Linked DNA regions of Mus musculus: all the other regions are linked to region 1. Evidence: chromatin contacts called from public HiCAR-type and promoter capture Hi-C data. All regions are on one chromosome and are shown on one strand. Each heading gives the region's core, a stretch centred on a gene start, on an enhancer-like site or on the middle of the called end of the contact. The rest is flanking DNA. Distances are from core to core; before and after follow the strand shown. Region 1 has its middle 30 kb from the start of Gli2. Region 2 holds the start of Ptpn4 (protein tyrosine phosphatase, non-receptor type 4). Region 3 holds the start of 2900060B14Rik (RIKEN cDNA 2900060B14 gene). Region 4 holds the start of Epb41l5 (erythrocyte membrane protein band 4.1 like 5).

Region 1 (2,633 bases), core at 85-2,584:
CTGGCTGAGGCGTTGGCTGTTGTACAAGAAAGAGCACGCACAGTGGAGCTCACATTGCACTTCCCAGAAGCAGGAGGCAGTGAGAGGATGGGAAGAAGAAGGGTCTGGTAGACGGAAGGAAAGCCTTTCCTTATATCGCAAATTCTGGTTACGCAGTACCAGTGATATCTCCAGCTGGCCTTCATCTCTCCTGTCTGTCTGCCACCTGTGGTCTCTTGCTCTTTTCCTTATGCTACCACTAAAGAAGTCCCACACACGGTCAGGAAAAGCTGGTATTCTGACTCAGTGCTGCCACCCAGTGGCCCAGTGGAGGGCAGCACTTAGCCTCTGTGGAACCTGGGCTTTCTCCATCATCACAATACAACAACAACAACAACAACAACAACAACAACAACAACAACAAACCGGCTTTGTGGTGATGCTTGCCGTTGATCTCGGAACTCTGGATGCAGAAGCAGGCAGATCTCTGTGAATTCCAGCCCAGCCTGGGCTACATTGTGAGATCCTATCTCAAAATAAGTAACAATTGGACTGGAACTAGATATTCTGGATGCTACAAATGGAATAAACATAGTGTCTGCTTTTAAAACATATTATTATTATTATTATTATTATTATTATTATTATTATTATTAATTGTGTGTGTGAGAGAGACAGATAGACAGAGACAGACAGACAGAGACAGAGACTGAGACAGAGCGTACCATGGTGCATATGTGGAGGTCAGAGGACAGCTTTATGGAGTTGGTTTTCTTCTCTTACCTTTAGCTCTGGGGAAGGATTTCAGGTCCTGAAAGCTCTTTTGCTTGCTGAGCCACCTTCTTTCCACCTTGTCTTCCCTCCTCCCCCCACCCCCCTTTCATGAATGAGGACATAGAGTGGCTTCTATAGCCTGCTAGACCTGGAAATCTTGTCTCCACCCTTGCGGGGCCACCCACCTCAGAAGCTTCCATCAGGGTTTCCTGTGGCCCAGGCTGGCCTAGAAATCACTGTGTAGCAGAGGATGACCGTGAACCGCCCATCCTGCCTCTACCTCCCCAGAGCTAGTGTAACAGGTGTGTGCTACTGTGTCTGGTGGGACTGAACCCAGGGCTTCCTGCATACCAGGCAAGCTTTCTACCCTCTGAACTGTTTCCCCGCCCACCTAATGCGCTGCTTGGAGTACTGTGGATACCGCACGGATACCTCCTAGTTGCTTCTACAGAAAGGAGTCAGAATGCTTCATGGAACTCACCCCATGCAATTGCTTTGTTCTCTCTGTGTTTAGGGTCCAGACTCACTTGGAGGGATGGCGCCCGAGGACCACTGTGGAAGACGCTATTCTTGGTTTTCTTCTGCCCTCTGGTGGTGTAATTTGAAAAGACACTAGTGAAGGCCGACTGAAGTGGGTGTCCTCAAAGGGCTGGGGCAGGATTTCCAGGGTCCACAGGTATCAGAAGCCTCTCTATGGTCCCACCCTTCACCAGCCTCTTAGCTATTTCCGGAGCTCTCAGCAGGACCTTTTGTTTTTCAGGTCTTCTACAACTCTTCCAGAGGAACAGACCAGCCAGGGGCTGTGGGCACAGGAAGCTTTGGGCCTGTCCTTTCCCAGTGCGTCTTGTGTGGTCAGAGCCCAGGAGGACCTCAGCAGAGGAAAGACAGGTGGGCAAGAAAGCAATGAGGAGCCTCCCTTGGGGGGTGTCTGCTTCCTGTACACTTTGTTGCATTTATGTGTGTGTGCATATGTGTGTGCTTTCACGTATGAGTGTATATGAGTGCATGAGTGTGTGTGTGTGTGTGTGTGTGTGTGAGTGAGCGTGTGTGCATATGTGTGTGTGTGTGATTCTCAGTGTACTGCTGTATTGTTTTCTAGGTCCTTCAATGAATATGATATAGCTACACATAGACACTGCTTGCGGGCAATCTTGCACACGCGTATTGAGTGTGGAGCTGTTGGCGAGGTGTAGAAAGAGTGTCATTGCACTCTGTAAGTGGTCAGTAGCTCTCATTCCACTAAGAATAAGAACTATGCAATCCCAGTGTGACAGCCAGAACTAAGGAAGCGAGCAAGCTTTATTAATACATAACCCCCCTCATGCTCGAGAATATTTACCATTCCAACCGTGTTCAGATTTTCAGGTTACTTAGCAAGTATCCCCCACCTCCACTTCCTGAAACAGAGTCTCCAGGGTAGCCATGGGTAACCTTTGGATTTGTGGTCCTCTTGCCTCTGCGCCCCGAATGTTGGGATTACAGTACGGGAATACCTTAGGCCAACCCGAGTTAGGAAAGGGAGGCAGAGTCTCCAGTTCTGAGATGCTGCAGGAAGGAGTACAGTGAGTTCACACTTGGGAATGAATTGCTCGCATATGATACAGGCGAAGAAGTTTGACAGATTAAGGTCCCTATTAAGGCCCACCAGTGGCGGTGGGCATGCAGCATCCGTAGGGAACAGCGTGTAGGTGTCTCACTGATGGGACTCTGTTGTGGCAAGGCCCATGGGGACCCCTCCCATGTGGCAAGGACCTGTGGTGAATTTGGAGGCCTCTATGCTTAGTACCTAGATTGCGTGTGTTTCGAGCTCTCCTTGCTCGCCCTATGCTGTCTACACTCAGTGATACTTAGTTCCACTTTGCTGATCATGGGCAAGGCTG
Region 2 (2,633 bases), core at 59-2,558, 750 kb after region 1:
GTTTTTCCTCCACAGCCATCTTTTAAATGTGACCAAATAACTGTGTTATTTCATCTGGACCCAAGATCTGGTCACACACTCAGTATTTCTTGAATTGCTTATTCCAAAAGTTAGGTATGACTAGTCCTCCTGGAACAGGCAGTTTTTAAAACCCCCTACGTAGTCCTTGTCCACACTGATGTCACTCTGTGATGCAAAGCCAAACATAAAGTCTCTGACATAAGTTTCAGGGAAACATCGATATGGATTATCATTGAAACTGTAAATTGTTCCATTACTTTAGAAACCCCAGCAAATGCATCCATACATGCATTTAACTACCTACACACACACACACACACACACACACACACACACACACACACACACATCTAGCTTTTCTTGAATCTCTGATTGAACTGATTTCCAGAAATCGTCCTGGGACAATTGAGGTGTCTACGCTTTGGTAAGCACAGTTCCTGTCCACAAAGGATAATCATACGCTCCATTTTTCCTGTAAGTAACTATAAAACAAACATTGACACCGAAACAAAAATGTAAAGCCAGAAAGCCACAAATGACTGTGCTTAACATTTTACAAAACCCCACAAACACCGATCTGTTCTTGACTACATACTCACGCTGAATCTAAACATCATGAAGGTAGGGACGATTCCAAAGCAGCATGAAAAATCTAAGTTCAGATGTTCTACATCTCAACTTTTTGGGCCCAACTACTGATTCCTAAAAGCAAGTATAATACTAGCAAGTCACAAGAGACTTTCAAGTTCAATGGAAGATAGCGTGTGTTCCTACCGCGTGCGGAAAAAAAATAAAGATGCTTATATGAGTCAATTAACCTAACATTAACAATTAGAAAAAAGAATCCCACAAATGAAATACTGAAGATTCTCCAGCCTTACCTTGAGTTTAGGAACATTTCATCTCCGCATCTATTCCACCCCTTCTCCCGTGCACTCATCCCTAGCAGATTTCAACTATAAACCCCAGGAAGATTCGAGTGCTCCGACCCACTAAGAAAAGGGAAGTCGATCGGGTAGTCTGGCCGCCCGGCTCGGCGAGCTTCAGGTGCGCGCCCACGACCTGCAAAGGGGGCCCAAACAGGCCGAGCGAAGGACCGCCCCAAGCGCCTCTCTTACCTTCGTTATCACAGCCGCGTCCTCCCGGCTGGAGAAAGGGGGGGGGGGGGGGGAATCCAAATACAAAAAGGCAGGAGGCCCCGGGCTCGCGGCCGGGTGAAAGAAGCGCGTGGTCCGCGTCGAGGTGCTCGCCCTCAGCGTCCCGAGAACAGCCGCCGCCACAGCGGCCGCGCCACGGCCGCGGGCCGCCTGCACCCCGTCATCCTGCGGGGCTGCGGCGGGGCTGGCGTGCGCGGGGAGGCGCGCGCTCGCACCTCGCGGCGAGATGAGCTAATCCCTTCACACGCGCCCCGAAAGTGCCGCGGTCCCCGCAAGCTGCGGGCCGAAGTCAAGTCTCTTTCAAGTCCCGGAGCCCCGATTTCTGACAGCTCCCGGGAGTCTTAAAAGAACAATGTCGCGTCCGCGGAGCAGGGAAGCGCGCGCGGCGTGAAGCGGCGGGTGACTCCAGGGAGGCGGCTCTGTGTGAGAGTGCAAAGGAGAGCCTCGGTCACCCTCCTCCTCCTTCTCCTCCTCCTCTCCTTCCTCCTCCTCCCTCGCCTCCACCGCCTCCTCCGTCTCCTCCTCCTCTCTCAAGCACACCCCGTCTCCGAGGCCGCAGCATAGCAACCGAACATGGCGGCTGCGCAGCCCCCGACCAGTCAGAGCCCCGGAACGGCGGCCTCGGCAACAGGAGGCGGTCTCGCGAGAGGTGAAGCCACGCCCTCTGCTCCGCCTCCTTCCCGCCTCCTACCCGGTTTCGGAGCGCGGGCGCCTGCCTAGAAGCACTGGTACTCACAGGTGCGAGAGAGACGGGATTTAGCGGGTTGGGAGGGGAGGGCGTGGCTCTGTGTCCACACCCCATCGCCAGGCAGCGATTGGTTCCTTGACTGTCAGTTCTGCCCCTCCTCCCTCTTCTAAGATGTACTTACTGACGGACTCTAGGGACACAAAAGAGGGGCAATAGCACAGAGTGGGGAAACTCGACCTCCTGGCATCAGGTTGTCCCAACTAAGTGCTAATAGAGGGTATAGGCTTTGAAGTGCAGTTTTCAATCAGTTCTCCTAAACATAAGGCCCTTGAAAACAAAGCCTAAGCAAAAGACGTTTCATGGATAAAACAAAGGATAGGTGCTTTCTGTGTGCAAGGAACACTGCTTTTTAAATCAAAGTCGTTCAATCATTTTAAGAATGAGGGTTGGTATTATCATGCCATGACCTTGAGGAGGGTATACCCTTAATATTTTCTGGGTAATACAAACTTGATGATGATAGAACATTCCTATAGAATAGGTGACCTCAACTAGGATCAAATGAAGGAAGGGTAAGTTGGGAGGACCCTCACATTTCCTCTTTGCTTGTTTTTCGTTTTTGTTTGTTTGTTTGTTTGTTTTACATTTCTTTATTTTGTATACACCTAAAATATGTGTGTCCATCTGTCTGTGTGTCTGTCTGTCTATCAGAGGACAAGGTTTGAGAGTTGGTAATCCTATGTGGGTCGCAAGGATTGAGCCAGACT
Region 3 (2,633 bases), core at 69-2,568, 620 kb before region 1:
CCCTGCCTCCCTTGCTCTCTCCCTCCCTCCCTCCCTCCCTTTTCCTTTGTAGTAGCCTATAGTGATTGTCAGCTGTTGCTTTTTACCACTGCTCTGTCTGTCAGAGCATCTGTCTCTGCTGTGCACCTGCGCTTTGGGGGTCTCTAACCCTTTGCTTCCTTGGGCTGCACTTGGAGCTTTCCTGTTTAATTTCTCTTGCTCTATGTACACTGAACTTTCAATGGAGCCCATTCTTTGGCTCTTAAGTTGGTTTGTTTATTATTTGGTTCTTTCAAAACAAAACAAAACAATATCTGGAAAAAGTCATTTTCCTTTTCCCAGGCAAATTAAGAAACTATAAAAAATTTGTCTTCACTGTGGCAGTTTCTCGGTATCCTTGGTTTTGGCCCTGACAGCGACGCACTGGGCAGGTGTTTGAGTTTCCCTCATATTTTCCTTGAGATTACTCACAGCTTGTGGGCTTTAAAGAGACTGTGACAGAGGTGAAGTGTGCATTATATTATACCAAGCTTACATCACCAGCATGACTTAGCATTGTTTAAGCTGACCTTGGTCACCTGGCTGAGGTAATAGTTTGTCAGGTTTCTGTACTGTAAAATTACCTCCCATTCCTACTGTGCTCTTTGGAAGGAAGCCAAACTAAGGAAACTTAAATCCTGTGGCTCAAAAGTAAGACCTTTGTTTGTTTTTGTTTTTTTGGTTTTTTTTTTTTTTTTTTTTTTGCTTTGTTTTAAAGAAAATGCTCATAAATAGAACTATTTTAAAAGTTGGGAGAAAAAAGGGCCCCGGGAAGTGGTACATGCCTTTAATTTTAGCAGTCGGGAGCTACAAGTTTGAGGCCAGCAGGGGCTACATGCTAAGGGCTACATAGACTCTGCGCCTCAAAAGAATTATACACTTTCAAGTATCTAATTCCTCCCAGTGCTGGCTTGGTGTTTGAATTAGTATATAGATTTACTTGTAAGCTGGATGAAAACCCAAATACGGAACCCTTTATCTGTATTACAACATTTTCCAAAGGGAGCGCTTCTTAGTGTATCACAGTCTTAGGGCAGCGGTGAGAAAGCTGGTCTCCAGTAATTACTGTCCGGCTGCCCTCTAGCATACAATAAAGGAACTGCGAGGAGGGCAACAGTACACACGCGGCTACTTTAATCTTTAAATGTTTAGGTAAGGAAGAGAGGTTTTGTGGTTTTTTCCAAAAATTGCACCAAGGTAAAGCAGAGCTCTAACCGATGCAGGTGTGTTGTCAGGCGTTAGCAGTACTGCCCTCACTACGCGTTCATTGGACAGTAGCGCAACCCCAAGAAAAGGATGGTTGCTTGCAACCACGCGCGCCCGGCAGCCAGAAAGCTCTAAGTCCGGGTTTGGTTGCGGTGACCACCGCAGGAGGCCTACCCCAACCTGCCCGGTGTACAGTATTTTCTTCGACTGCTGCTTCCCACGTCGAATACCCTTTCTGTTTTTCTGAAACTCCCAAGGGGCTTTCTGAAGCCTGCTTGTCTTTACCCAGAAGGCCGCGCGTCACAAGTCTGAAAATTTGCATACACGCCTTTCTGGGCGGGGCCGGAGGGAGGCTTAGAGTTAGCAATTTGGGGGGAGGGTGCGACCTGGTAAATTTGCATACGCAACTCAAGGAGAGGGCGGGGCCGCAGTAGGCTCCTCTAGGTCGTGCTGCTTCAGTGGAGTTCCGCTTCGGCGAGTTTTTCTTCCAAACGGTAGCGGGTTTTTCCGTGCCGAGTACCCTTTCCTGACCAGCCAGCTCAGTCTTCCCAGTCGCTGGGCGCCCGCGGGGACCAGCTATGTCAGCGCCATCCCACTGCACCGCTGACGCTGTGCTTCTTTGCGTTGCAGGTGGTTCTCTTGGGCATGGACATCCTGTCGGCACTGGTGACTAGGCTGCAGGACCGGTTCAAGGCGCAAATCGGCACAGGTGAGCCTTAGCTAGCATAGCAGGCTCTCATCCTTCCGTCCCACCCTGGACTCACCCCACATCGTGGCCTCACCGCCCCTAAACTGGTACCTTCCCCTCTAAACCCGAATTATTATAATATTGCCAATTGAGGATTTTTATGCCAGTTTAGACATCAGCTTGATGCCAGCCAGTACGCATTGTCCTCTCAACCTCCTCGGAGACTCAGTTTTCTTTGAAAAGTCCTACAAAAAAGGAGCCAGTTGGATTTTTCCACCGTTTAGATGTCTCTAAATCAGTGTGTTTCATGGTGGCGATGTAAACACTAAGCAATTCTGTTTATACAACTGTTTCAGTAGCAAATTTCTCTATTCTCTTTTCTTGATTCCCTTTTGTGTGCGCAGTGGGTGAATAGAATCTATGTCCTCTGTATGCCAGCAAGCAATAACCACTGAGCCACAGTGTCAGCTGGAATTCTCCACTAGTGTTCATTACCAGTGTCTGTCTGTCCTTTTCTTTTTCTGTAGCTTTGCAGTCAGTGCGCTCACTGAGAAGGATGGTGGGATCCTGAAACTTACTGTTAGGAATCTGATGTTTGAACCATTTTCCATTTCCCCCCTACATTAGCTCAGGACTCATGGATTCTCACCAGAGGCCTAACGGGGTTGGAATAGACATGGGTGGGCTGGCCCATGCTTCAGTGTGTGGGTGTGCTGTGTGT
Region 4 (2,633 bases), core at 39-2,538, 570 kb after region 1:
AAAAAAAAAAACAGTAATATTGAAAACTATAGAAAATGTCCTAAAGTTATCAGTATCTTTCATCCCAGTTACTCCCGCAAAAGAAACTGTAACTAAGAAACTAAACACAGGAACATTGCGCACATCGCTGCCCAAACAAGTTATCCTAACAAGAACAACAACAACAAGAAAAGAAAAAAACAGGTGTGAGCATTTAGATTTAGTTCAGCCTAGCGTTCCAGAACCCGGGTTTGGTTCCCAGTATCGAAAGAAAAGAAAAGAAAAGAAAAGAAGGAAAGGAAAGGAAGAAAGAGAGAAAAAGAATTAGAAGAAGAACGAAGTGGGGGTTGGGAAGAAAAAGAAAATAATGATCCCAAAGTGTTCATTTAGACACATACAAGTTACCCACTGCAGTTAGCAGTGCTCAGTGCCTCAGCTCAGTGCATCTGGGGTGAGCGGAGTTGTGAATTACATTCATAATTTCTTGGTGGGCTTATCTCCAATTCTTAAGGGAAAAAAAAAAAACCATTACTAGTAATTTTGAACTATTGCTAAACAACTTCGGAGCCTGGAGCCTTCTCGCTCTTAAAGCAGAACCCGGGAGACTACAGTAACCAGAGATGGACACAATTATCTTCTACCCACAGGAGAACCCATCATTACCGGACGCGCGCCACGCGTGGGGGCGGGGAGCGCCCTCGGCCTTGGCGGTTCCCGGGAACGCACCTGCCTCGTACGCTTCCCAAGTTTCACTCGACCGGGAGCTAGCTGGCACGTCCTGTCTCACCGATGTCTGCCCACAATCCCGGCGAAGTGACACTCGAGGCGACCTTCCCCTAATCCCACAGCTACGGGGAGGTCAGGGGTGACCAGAGTTTCCCCCCAACAACGCGCGAGACCCCGGCGACGCGCCCGGCCCTCAGCGGCCACCGCGCGGTATCGCCCGAAACTCAGCGCCCAGCCCCATTGGCCGTCGCCGCCACTCCCCTCCCAGCCCGCGGCGTCGCCCGGGGAGCCGGGCCGCCCACCCGGCACGGTCGAGAGCCTCGGCTCAGTGAGCAGGGCCAACTGGACACCCGAGGCCAAACTCTTACCTGTACTCGGGGGTGAACACCGTGAAGCGACGGAGACCACTGCGACTGGGACGCGCGACCCTCGGAGAGAGATGCCCAGCCGGCTAGAGGAGAGGACGGGTCTCCAGAGACACCGAGAAATGGCGGCGCAAGGCGCGAGCCCACCCTGCGCTAATCCCCGGAGGACCCCGGCCGCCCGAGGGCACGCCCCTTAAAGCCCCATCCAAGGTCCGCCCCCCGAAGGGCGGGACGCTCCGCTCTTAAAGGGGCAATGGCACCGCCCCGGAAATCGGCCTCCTGAGACCTGAATTTAAGCTGGCAACACCAGATGGGACTATAGAAATACAGAAAGGCAGTTCACCTTTAATCCCAATACTCCAGAGGCAGAGGCAGAGGCAGAGGCAGAGGCAGAGGCAGAGGCAGAGGCAGGTGGATTTCTGTGAGTTCGAGTCCAGCCACAGCTACTTAGTTACAGGTCAGCCAGGACTACCTAGTGAAATCCTGTCTTTTAAAAAAGATTATTTTTTTCTGTGCGTATATGTATGGGTCAGGGAAAGATATGCCACAGTCCCTGTCTGAGAACAACTTGCAGGAGTATCATGTGGGCACAGGGGACCAGACTCTGGCCTTCACATTTGGAATGAAGCACTTTTACCCACACTGAGCATCTCCATGGCGCTTGGTTTATGTTTTGAATTTTTCACCTTCCTGGTAATATGATTTGAAAATGAAACGTTGGGTTTAAGATACAGTTCAGTGGTAGGGTGTTAGACTAGCACATACCAGGCCCAGGATCCAATCCCTGGCACAGCAAAAATGAGTATTTTCCTATTTTTAATGTAGTCTAGTATGTTTTCTCTTACACAGTTGTTTATTAATTGATCCAGCATTTATTTAAATGTTTCCTTGCTCCCTCCCCCCAAATCCTAGAGATTAAAGCAACCTTTAGTCTGTAATGGAGAAAGAGAACAACTATGTGTCAAGTGGTGATGAGAGCCCTGGAGAGAACGCTGCTGGGAAAGGGAAATAACAGACTGATGCTCCAGGCACTGTGGTCACAGAATGGAGGCCCTAAGTGGCAGGGCGACATTCCATTCATTCATTCTTCAGATAGTTTATCAAAATGCCTACAGCTCTGTAGACCCTGGAGATAAGGCAGATAAAGAAGAAAGACAGGAGTCCCTCAAGGCAATCCCAGCAGTAAAAGCCCCTTGGGGGCTGAGTAGTGAGTTCAGGGCCAGCACTGGCCACATTGAGAGGTTCTGTCATAATTAAACAAGTTATTTCATGGTTTAGCCTGTATGGGAGAGTGTACCTGTCCTCCTTGTGCCTATAGCCTTTGAGGCAGAAAGATCACTTAAGCCCAGGAATTGGAGGCCAGTCTACCTAACACCATCTCAGAAGGAAAAAGAAAATGCTGTAGGGTATAGCTCAGTTGGTAGAGTGCATAAAGTCCTTGGTTCAAAACATGTCTGACTGGCGGTTAGTAAACACCTAGAAAATAGCAGTGGGTGTGGGGTCTGGGAATGAAGGGTTGCAATATAAGCAGGGAGGAAGGCTCTTAGGGCAGTGACAATGACT

Evidence for each region. Promoter capture Hi-C pulls out the DNA fragments that hold promoters and counts their contacts. HiCAR-type assays count read pairs that join an accessible place to other places.
Region 2: a HiCAR-type map of embryonic stem cells shows a contact between it and region 1, with 3 times the contacts expected there. The contact joins the promoter of Ptpn4 here to the enhancer-like site in region 1. A contact is called at or near these places in 5 of 39 promoter capture datasets (the 3T3-L1 cell line, 3T3-L1-derived adipocytes, cranial neural crest and 2 more), 4 of 115 datasets of contacts at active chromatin or transcription factors (embryonic stem cells, large pre-B cells, pro-B cells and 1 more) and 1 of 9 other capture datasets (adipose tissue).
Region 3: a contact with region 1 is called in a HiCAR-type map of embryonic stem cells, with 2.6 times the contacts expected there. The contact joins the promoter of 2900060B14Rik here to the enhancer-like site in region 1. A contact is called at or near these places in 5 of 39 promoter capture datasets (the 3T3-L1 cell line, the HPC-7 cell line, cranial neural crest and 2 more), 2 of 484 Hi-C or Micro-C datasets (both in embryonic stem cells) and 1 of 115 datasets of contacts at active chromatin or transcription factors (embryonic stem cells).
Region 4: a contact with region 1 is called in a promoter capture Hi-C map of embryonic stem cells, with 3 times the contacts expected there. The contact joins the promoter of Epb41l5 here to the enhancer-like site in region 1. A contact is called at or near these places in 6 of 39 promoter capture datasets (the 3T3-L1 cell line, 3T3-L1-derived adipocytes, embryonic stem cells and 1 more), 3 of 484 Hi-C or Micro-C datasets (cortical neurons, forebrain and tail fibroblasts) and 1 of 9 other capture datasets (embryonic stem cells).

What each region holds. Positions count from the first base shown.
Region 1 is chr1:119,082,512-119,085,144 of GRCm38.p6, forward strand. No RefSeq gene overlaps it. Among named protein-coding and RNA genes, the nearest start is that of Gli2, 30 kb to the left of the region's middle. Within about 2 kb of position 1,335, at least 18 of the 459 cell types and tissues checked have an H3K27ac peak or open chromatin away from gene starts, as enhancers often do. A contact at or near this core is called in embryonic stem cells, where this site is marked.
Region 2 is chr1:119,835,763-119,838,395 of GRCm38.p6, forward strand. It overlaps Ptpn4 (protein tyrosine phosphatase, non-receptor type 4), which reads right to left and starts at 1,309. Exons shown (of 27, transcript NM_019933.2): 1 at 1,140-1,309.
Region 3 is chr1:118,457,947-118,460,579 of GRCm38.p6, forward strand. It overlaps 2900060B14Rik (RIKEN cDNA 2900060B14 gene), which reads right to left and starts at 1,319. Exons shown (of 1, transcript NR_027901.1): 1 at 723-1,319. It overlaps Clasp1 (CLIP associating protein 1), which reads left to right. Exons shown (of 43, transcript NM_001359328.1): 3 at 1,855-1,933.
Region 4 is chr1:119,647,712-119,650,344 of GRCm38.p6, forward strand. Epb41l5 (erythrocyte membrane protein band 4.1 like 5) reads right to left here and starts at 1,289. Exons shown (of 25, transcript NM_145506.4): 1 at 1,074-1,289.